Linked DNA regions of Danio rerio: all the other regions are linked to region 2. Evidence: chromatin contacts called from public Hi-C data. All regions are on one chromosome and are shown on one strand. Each heading gives the region's core, a stretch centred on a gene start, on an enhancer-like site or on the middle of the called end of the contact. The rest is flanking DNA. Distances are from core to core; before and after follow the strand shown.

The links. Hi-C and Micro-C count contacts between places; a contact is called where the count stands out from the background.
Region 1: a contact with region 2 is called in a Hi-C map of an unstated tissue, with 4 times the contacts expected there. The contact joins the promoter of si:dkey-34e4.1 here to the enhancer-like site in region 2. A contact is called at or near these places in 1 of 18 Hi-C or Micro-C datasets (an unstated tissue) and 1 of 4 datasets of contacts at active chromatin or transcription factors (embryo).
Region 3: a contact with region 2 is called in a Hi-C map of fibroblasts, with 4 times the contacts expected there. The contact joins the promoter of zgc:103692 here to the enhancer-like site in region 2. A contact is called at or near these places in 2 of 18 Hi-C or Micro-C datasets (fibroblasts and an unstated tissue) and 1 of 4 datasets of contacts at active chromatin or transcription factors (caudal fin).

What each region holds. Positions count from the first base shown.
Region 1 is chr5:34,227,280-34,230,409 of GRCz12tu, forward strand. It overlaps si:dkey-34e4.1, which reads right to left and starts at 1,605. Exons shown (of 12, transcript XR_012406925.1): 1 at 1,323-1,605.
Region 2 is chr5:34,069,339-34,072,589 of GRCz12tu, forward strand. The region is part of intron 1 of garnl3 (GTPase activating Rap/RanGAP domain like 3); the gene reads right to left. All of the region lies in intron 2 of LOC141385840 (membrane-spanning 4-domains subfamily A member 4A-like), which reads left to right. Among named protein-coding and RNA genes, the nearest start is that of garnl3, 12 kb to the right of the region's middle. Within about 2 kb of position 1,478, at least 6 of the 62 cell types and tissues checked have an H3K27ac peak or open chromatin away from gene starts, as enhancers often do.
Region 3 is chr5:33,918,066-33,921,353 of GRCz12tu, forward strand. It overlaps zgc:103692, which reads right to left and starts at 1,746. Exons shown (of 9, transcript NM_001005945.1): 1 at 1,582-1,746; 2 at 1,336-1,395; 3 at 1,168-1,219; 4 at 975-1,045; 5 at 816-893; 6 at 525-722; 7 at 269-405. The coding sequence starts at 1,661. It also overlaps a transcript of usp20 not described here.

The DNA.
Region 1 (3,130 bases), core at 355-2,854, 160 kb after region 2:
GGGTCCCCTTATACATTTTTGTTGTGGTCTGTGTTATTTGCAATGTGTTTCTGTATTTGAATGTGTTTTGAGAATTTTCATGCATGTGTTTAGTCAAAGATTGATGATTTAATGTTTATTATTTGCATCTCCATAAAATCTAATAAATAGTCTATAAACTTTTTGGGGTCCCCCGACACATTCCAATTGTGGTCTGTGCTATTTGTAGCGCATTTTTGTATTTGCATGTGTTGTGAGTATTTTTATGCATAACAGTCTATAAATGCAATAAAAAAAAACTGAAACTGAAATAAAGTGTTTTATCATTTCCTGAGTCTAACCGTATACAAGTGCAGTAACTGAATGATAAAAATATAAATAATTCAATAAAATGAATCATTGTTAAAGTCACAAATGGTAAATTTTTTACACGTGAATGGTTTTAAAATCACTATACAATCACAGGCATCAAAAACACATGCAAATTCATGTGTTTGCATTTGCATTCAAATAAAATATCAGATTGCGATATTGATGTTGAAATGATTTATTGTGCAGCCCTATTGATTTCCATGTATTTCTTTTTGTTTTGATTATCAACATTTTTCAAAACATGTTATATTATGCAACAGACAAAATAAGCTTTGAGTAAATGACAAATAAATCTTAATTTTGGGGTGATTGACTCAATTGGTTATTTGATATTACTGTATTGAAAATAGGTTAAATTTTTGCCCAACTCATAATCAGCAATCAGGATGGTTGTAAACATGTAAAACACACAAAAAGCATGCCATGTCTTCTAATAATATTAGTTAACTCAATTATATATATATATATATATATATATATATATATATATATATATATATATATATATATATATATATATATATATATATTTAATCTCATTATGAAAAGTAAAGAAACTAATATTGTTATAATATTGATATATATTGATATATATATATATATATATATATATATATATATATATTGAAGTATAAAGCTTACATATAAAAATATGAAAGCAACATAAATTTTATATTTTTAAAAACTTATGAGTTTTAAAAGGTTATGCAATACATTTCTTCCTCTCTGTTTTTCAAATTTGTCATTGATCCTAATGTCTATGTCGGTGGTTTTAGTGCAGCCTGGTGTCTGATGTCATTGCTGCTTCCCAAAACATGATCCTGACTTGTTCTCTGATGTGTAAATCACCTCAGCTACACAGTCAATGACCCATTTCACTTGCATACAAATGACTGCACAAAAGTATCGGTTGGCAGAATAATCAGCAAAAATGACAATAGTGACGTTTACAGAAAAAGAGCCTGTTTCACCTTGGCTTGGAAGTGTATTCCGTGTTGATACGCTTCCTCGTTGTGAAGCGGGACCCGCGAATCCGCCACATCGTCCACCAGGTTGTACCTGTTTCTCCCGTGCATTTTCATTGGGACCCGTCCGGATGCTCGGCGAGGAATTTCTTCTCCAGCACCCCAAGCTTCAAAACTACTGCCAACTAAGAAGATTGCTCTAGTTTAACCAGCCGAAAACAAGTCGCGGATACAAGAGCGACTGAAAGCGAGGGAGCCCATTATAGTAGCAGCCCGGGAAAAGCTCAATGAAATCACAGGCGCTTCAGCACAAAAGAAATGGGTTGGGCGCCTCTTTCCCCCTCTCAGCCCTCAGACATCAGCTGCGTTTATACAAGTCTGGCTTCCACTCAAGTTGCTCAAGTGCCTCAGCGAGGAGAAGTTTATTAAAAGAGGAGCTATGGCGGAATTCTTCACTTCTCGTGTCCTGATGACATGCTTTATTTGCGTTGCTCTCTTCAACCTCTGATGCAATTCTTATGGAGCAAAGTTCCGTGTGCTTTAGGAACAACCGACAAATCTTTCAAACACTACATTTAGCATAATAAAAGCTGCACCACTTCCTTATAGAGTCCCAATTAATTACATGGGACGCAACCTGTTCTTCTGTGTAGACTAGGCCTATAATATATGGATTATAAATTGAAAATATAGCCTAAATCAGGGGTGCCCATATTTTTCGTATGAAGTGCTAAAAAACATACCATTGAGAGCTGTGGGCCGAAGGTAAATATACCAAACTTTATTACAATAAAGTTGCTATATTTCCTAATCTATTTAATTATCAAAATAAATAGAAACATTACTTTAAACCATAACTACTGCAGTATAACTTTCCTAAAATTATAACTCAACGCAATAAAAACATAAACAATCACATTTATTACACAGTGAAGTTATATGCTGAATACAATAAACATCATAGCTTACCATAGGTTAACCATAAACTTTGGCCCTCGGGCCCTATATTTGAGCATCGCTGGCCTAAATGTATCATTTTAAATGATTCACAAAATAATTTTACAAAAAAGTTTTTTTTGACAACCTATGTGATAACAAGCCCCCAGTTACATGCCAAATGAGGTTTTAACTGAACGTTTGCTGATCTGCTGACGCACTCCTCAAACATGCACCTAGAGTTATCTCTCCCTATTCATCTGTGGAGTTGAGTCTGTATTCAAGTCACTGTATACTGCACAAAATTACAGGGAGTGTTGTGATAGCAGAGCTTTTCTATTTTGACACAAGTGCTCCCTCTGCTGCATCACAGGGGCATTGAGGGCACATTAATATATATATATATATATATATATATATATATATATATATATATATATATATATATATATATATATATATATATAATAATTTAACTACGGGCACTTCTACTTTCTTTGATCATTTATCCAAAATATACATAATTTTGTTCAAATTTCCCTTTCATTGTCAAACTAACAATAAAACCTACTTAAAAAATGTATACCTATTATATATTTTTTTCATATTATTCAACCTCCTTTTAGGTGTCAAAATCACTGTTTTCACTTCCCAGAGTTTTAAACTTTAACAATGAAAATAGCATTTTAAAATATTATTTATCTGGTAGCTATTAATGTATCTTAATTAAGCACTGTAAAATAATTTAAATATTTTATAGTTATTAATGTGAGACTATTATCAAGTGAGACTATTATCAATATTATTTTTTATGCAAGATATAGCTGTGGCACAGTATCAGTGTCATTTCCACCACAACACTGTAATGTTGTTTTAAA
Region 2 (3,251 bases), core at 228-2,727:
TCAGCTCTCTGTAATCATCATCAAATGTGATGAGGAATGAGTTTTACAAGTTTAAAATGTTTTTAAAACAGTGCATGTTTGTCATGAATTACAGCAATTTACTTTAGCTTTACTTCATCACCACAGCCGTGTGTCATAACAATTATAAAAAAAGATGCTTCAATCACAGTTTGTTGACGTTAAATCAGGGTTATTTTGTACATTCACATAACAGATACCCATACAGCAGTGGATATTAACCTGTATCCTGTCACATTTGCCATGCAAAAACTGCAAAGTTAAACGTGTGTGCTGTGTGTTTGTGTTTGTCCACCATCTGTGTGTGTGCATGTATTTAGTAACGACATTGTGTGTGACTCATCGTTGCAGAAAGGCTTGAAGTATCACCACAACAAATACATCAAATAATCATTGGGAACGTTCTTACTGCAGTATTTCTCACAAACGTTACGTGAGATCTGCTTCCTTCATGTCTGTCACTGTGCCGTTTATCTAACACAGCCGAGGTGGAGATTGAGGCACGCTCTGACAGGCACATGGGAACGGTGGGCGGGGAGAACTAGCATTAAATGCACAGGCAACAAAAACAGCTACATTGCGTTCAGAGCAGAAAATTCCAATATTCTGGAGGCTACACTAAATAATCTGATGGGTGTTTTGAGCTAAAACTTTACAAACACATTCCAGAGACACAGAAGTCTTATCTTAAATCTTGAAAAAGGTAAAATAGGTGCCCTTTAAATTGGAAAATCTTTTTTTATTTAAATGCACCGAAATATATTACCTATATTCACAGAATATAACTGCTACATAGCATTTCTGATAAGTTTTGCTCGTTTATGTAGTTATTTTATTGTACATTAATTATTGCAATGTAAATATTTATATTTTTCTTCATTAAATCTTGTATATGTGAAGTTCCATTCCTAAAACTGCATATAACAAAATATTGAATATTTCAGTAAGCAAAGCTCTGAATGCATCTACAGTATAACTACATTAATCACTTACTGACAAAATATCAAAACATGCTCCTGTATAAATGATCAACTTGAAAAAATGGCCACCAGGTGGTGCAAGCTGTGTAAGCCATCTAAATGTATACACGCAAAACATGTGGAAAACATTTCCTTTACCTCTGTTAACAGTGAAAAAATAGTAAACTGCTTTTGCCAACATCTACCACTGTTAGTGGGCATTTCCCCAGTGATCCAGTGACTGTACTTCGTGCTAACTGTGATCAGTGAAAACTCCATGCTAACCATTTCAAAGATCCTTTGCCATCCTAAAACAAATCTAAGTGACCCACACTGCCAGATTTACTCTACACACACCCAGTGTGAATGCCCTTGTGGTGGAGATTTAACCACTAGTATTTTAAACCGTGGTCCAGCCAAAGGCAAAACTCCAAAAAGCTCCATCCATCCTACGCTGGGTGCGTTCCAGGGTAGCTAAAATGGGAAAAGAGTCTTTCCTAGTGAGGCTTCCTAGAGCGAAAAGCACTAATGTGTAGGTATGTGTCTTTAAACTTTAAATGGAAGCATATGTGGGCGCGGAATGAAAGTTTACATAGGGCTGTAATCAGAGCGGGACTCTTTCTTTTATTCTTTCGCTAGATTTCCGTCTATTTTTCTCTGCAAATGACGAGGTTGTGCTGGAGCTCATGCAGACGGCACAGCTGAGAGTGATTAGCGTTAGCTCTAGAGCTAGTATTATCAGATTGGTACAAACTGCAGGGCCGCCTGCTCTGAAGCAAAAGATTGAGCAGGAATGGCTGAAAATAGCAAGCACTAGAAATGTTCATTCTTCTTGCTAATAGTTTGTTCTCAGGCACAATCCAAATGAATCAAACGACATGCAGGAGATACTATGCAGGCACATGCTCAGGTTACTAGGGTTCAGCTGATCCCTGTACACACATTCACACGCTTTCAAGAACATAAACTGTGTGACTCAAGTGTCATCTCCACCCTGACACTTGAAATGTGACATGAACTTTCTCACTTTCATATCTGTGTGCATTACTCTCTCTGTTTGTATAGACCAGTGGTTCTCAAAGTGGGGGTCGGGGCCCCAAGAGGGGTCACAGGACAATGAAGGGGGGGTCTTCTGGTGATTTCCAAAAATCTATTTATTTTTATTAAACCAGAAGAATTTTTATATTTTATCCATAGTCTATTGAAAAGAAAACAATAGTCATTTATAGTCACTATATACTACTGGATATAGTTACTATATTAGCTTATAGTTACTAGTTCTATTGGATTGCGACCCCTGGGGTATTTACATTATATTAAAAACACAGCAATAATGTCAGATGCAGCAGATTGATTTTATAACACCGGGTTAAACTTGCTGGCACATTTACAGCACTGACATACAATGAAAAAAAATTCAACGAAGAACAGACTTGGGACTAATGGTGTGTGTGCGCGCAATCGCATGCAAGGTTTCTGTATTTATATCCACCTCAGAAGATATTGGGGGTCGCGAGTTACTGGCATTGTTTTTTTGGGGGTCGCGGGCTAAAAGTTTGGGAACCCCTGGTATAGACTACGGGGTGCAGGCTTGTGTTGGGTAACTTGTTTAGTTTTAATTTTAGGTTCAGAATTAGGGCAGGGCGATTTGGCCTAAAATCAAAATCTATATTAATTGTCGATTTTAACTTAATTACAATTTATGAGCGATTGTTTTATTTATTTATTTACATTTTTTGGCCTCATAGTTCACTGACATGTGAGATTTTTGAATGCACCCATTACTTGATTTTAAAATAATTGAAGGAACCACACACTATCCACTATCTATGATTATTTATTGAACATCAACGTTGAACAACTGGAATGAAAACACTTTTACAAAACCTGAAACAGTCACAAATAAATAACTTGCACTTTTGGAAACAAAATTAACTATATTCAACGTTTTTCATAATAAAAGTAGAAAATAAGCAGTATCTCTTCTAAATAAAAGAAAAAAAAAAGCCATCTGAAAGCATCTCTGGTGCAGCTTACAGTCGTATTCAATGTAGTGCAATTGTGCGATGTGTAGGTATATTTTTTGAGAGGTGTGCAGGTATGTGACCACGCAAAGGCTGAGCCGGACATTGCCCATGCATTCTACGCTGAAGTTTAAATCAGCCTTAATGGCACGGGGTCACATGACTATGGTAGGGAAAGTAATTGAAAAAAATTGACCTGAAATTTTGATCGATTATAGGTTCTGAATACTTTTCGATTAATTGTCCAGCC
Region 3 (3,288 bases), core at 496-2,995, 150 kb before region 2:
TTTAATTCTGCCATCATTTAAATCAGCCTTCACTTGTTCAAAACCAAAACACAAAGAAGCCATTGACGATGATGGATTCCAGCAATCAGTTTTCTTCAAAACATCTTCTTTTGGGTTCAACAAAAGAAAGAAACTAATAACTGTTTAAAACCACATGAAGGAGAACAAATGAAAAAAAATGAACTATCCCTTAAATGTGAGCATAAGAGACTTAAAAACATCTTACTGACAAACGTTTGAACAAACAGTTGTTTGTGTGTACACTTACAGCGATTATGCTGGACGTAATTGACCGCAATGTTTGTGGGAACAAAGGAGGTCCCGCTGTCTTTCTTCTTATTCCTCTGCTCAGCTAGCAGCTTTGCTTTGGCTTCTTCTGTGTTGATGATATTCTTTATCTTTGCGCTGAGAAGAAAGAGAGAAAAGAGGCTTTTAGGTTGACATCAATCATTTGTTTGTTCTGAGCCACCAGTCTAGAGAAAACAATAACTGATGTCCATGAATTAGCTTGTGTCTTTACTCACTCAATCCCCAGATCCACCTCTGGAATTCCGCTCAGCATCTGATTGGACAACATCTCTTCTGTCTTTTTGGCAGAGCTGACGTTGATGTTCTCTGGAAGCTCATACAGGAGGTCCTCTGGATTCTTCACCTTTACCTTCTGCTCCTCTGCCTCCACCATGCCTTTCTTTTTCTTTAACTCTGTCTCAATGTACTTCATCCTGCGTGAAATGAGATGCATGATGGGAGAGGCTTTAAACATAGTGACAAAACCAGCAATGCAGAGAGTATGTGATGTAGAAGCATGCACTTACATGTCAGCATCTTCATCTCTTCTGTTTGTCTCGGCAGAAAAGGATGTACCAAGATTGAGGTCATTTTCATCCACTGTCCTGTAACAAAAGAGGAAGTGTCAAGATGCAAATATAGAGACATCTTGAAATGAAAAGCTAACATGTTTACTTAATTCTTACATGTCTCTGCTTCTGTCTTTCACTTTCTTCATGTCAACAACACCTCCAGTCTTCAGTTTAAATGGGTCATCCTATGACATAAACATGGAGGGACAAAATGTCAAACCTCTATTAGCTCATAGAGAAGAACAAAGTTACACTGCAAGGCTTGTATTGTAGTGCAAAATGTAGTTTGATTAAAATAATAAAACACCTCAAGCTCAGCCTCTAAAGGAAGCTTCTCTCCAACAAGTAACGTTGCAATGCTGGACAAACAGAATGGAAAATAGCATTTATTATTCTCACTTTAATTACACAATGAAAAGAAAGAAAAATGTAAACACCACCAACAGTAACAACCACAAAGCAGCTCATGACCAACCTCACTCCATGCTGCCTTTTTCGCAGACTCTGTAGCTCCTTGGCTTCATCCAGTTTTGACCTGGGTAAACATATAATAAAAGTAACATCTTTAAATAGTTTTTCACATTCAATAGGTTTCTGTCCTCTCTGAATGCATGTACAAACTAAACAAGTCAGCTGCATTAATCTTTTCTGCTCGTTTTACCAAGCGGTTTACAACAGCTGTGTTTACTTTGTTTGGCCTGAATGTGTTGAATATATCTACCTGACTACGAATTTTGTTTCATCATCTTCCTCGTCGGATGAATCCTCTTTCCTTCTTCTAAAATTTTTACCTGGTGGCATGACTTGTTTTTAAAACTCGTCGAATTATTTACTGATAAGCGTTACGTTACCCCTCGTCCGTCTGTACGCAACGGTGGCGGTCTATGTTTAGTGACGGACCTCATTCTCTAGAAACTTCCGCTCGCTGGCATCACATTTGTCGTCTTAACAGTTGATCTCAGATCAGCTTGCCTGTTTTTTGTACAGCCGTTGAACGGCGAAAAGCGGAATGATGAGACTGGTTCTAGATCAGCTGCTTCTATGACACGATACAGAAAAACAAAACAAAAACGGCGTAAATTTAATAATAAACACTCTATACGATAAATGAACGTGTAAAACAAGCAGTATGTGTATTTTATAATCGAAGTAAATAAAAAATTATTTGATCATGCTAAAGAACGAAATGCGCTCATTGGCTGTGGTCAAAGCCGTGACGCACGCTTCTGCTGTATTCAGTATGGATGCTGCTTAGTAGTAACGTTACACTGCTTCCCACCACTGTTACAAACACCTCCGATTGGCCTAAAATGACTATCTATGAGCGATATTTTTGTTTCTGTATGACAGGTAAATATCTGTTTCTGTCTTTCCTTTTGCTAAATCGGACTGTCACTGTTGTTTGATATGATAACATCATGTCGACTCAGCGTATGAATAGTGTCTTGCAGACCGAGTGGAAATATGGCCTGTTTATTCTGCAAGATCGTGATGTTAAACAGCTTTTAGGTGGTTCACCGTGACGTATTTGAGGACTGCTGTGTGTTTATGAACATAATAAACACCGAAGACGAAGAGGAAAAACTATTTGTTTTGTTTTAGATATTATGTTTTAATTCAGATGAATTGTTTGCATTACATTCATATTAACGCGATTGTTTTCTGCGTCGTTTCGGACTTCAGTTGAAGTTAGTTTTCTAGTGAAAATTTGATTCATAGAATCATGTTTTTTTATATCAATTATTGTATATTTCCCTTGCTGTAATGGAGGTGTTGGTACGGGACGAATGTTTTTTTTTCCCATCAACTGACTAGGCGAATGAAACAGCAATTTTGGCCTCTTAACAGTTCTAGGCAGAAACATAACACACATTGAGCAGATATGCTAGATAGATACCATCCTCAATACTCTATAAATATTTTTAAATTTTTATACTTATAAAAAAAATATTATATAATATGGTATATATTTCCGTTAATATCTATTCAATGAGGGCAGATTTTTATTTATAATTCTCACTGGTAATGAGAGTGTAAGGTTCTTATGGGGACAGTTTATCAAATAATTTTGTCATCATTTCATATTAATGAAAGTTTATGGTTTCTGACTTTTTGATTTTTGTTAATTTTGGAGAAAGATTTTTAAAAATCAATGTTATTTACTGTATTGGTGCTGCGCAGTCTCAGAGCTGTACCAGACATTCTTAAAGGGTTTGTTTACCCCAGAAATAAAATAAAAAGAAAGGATTATTATTCAACCTCATGTTGTTCCAAACTCCACAAGACCTTTATTCATTTTCAGAATACAAAGTAAGATATTTTAGATCAGGGCTGCACAATATATTGCTTCAGCATCGATATCATGATCAGTATTACACAATAGTCACATAGCAGGATCTATGCTATGTTGAGTTTGTTTTTGATGCCT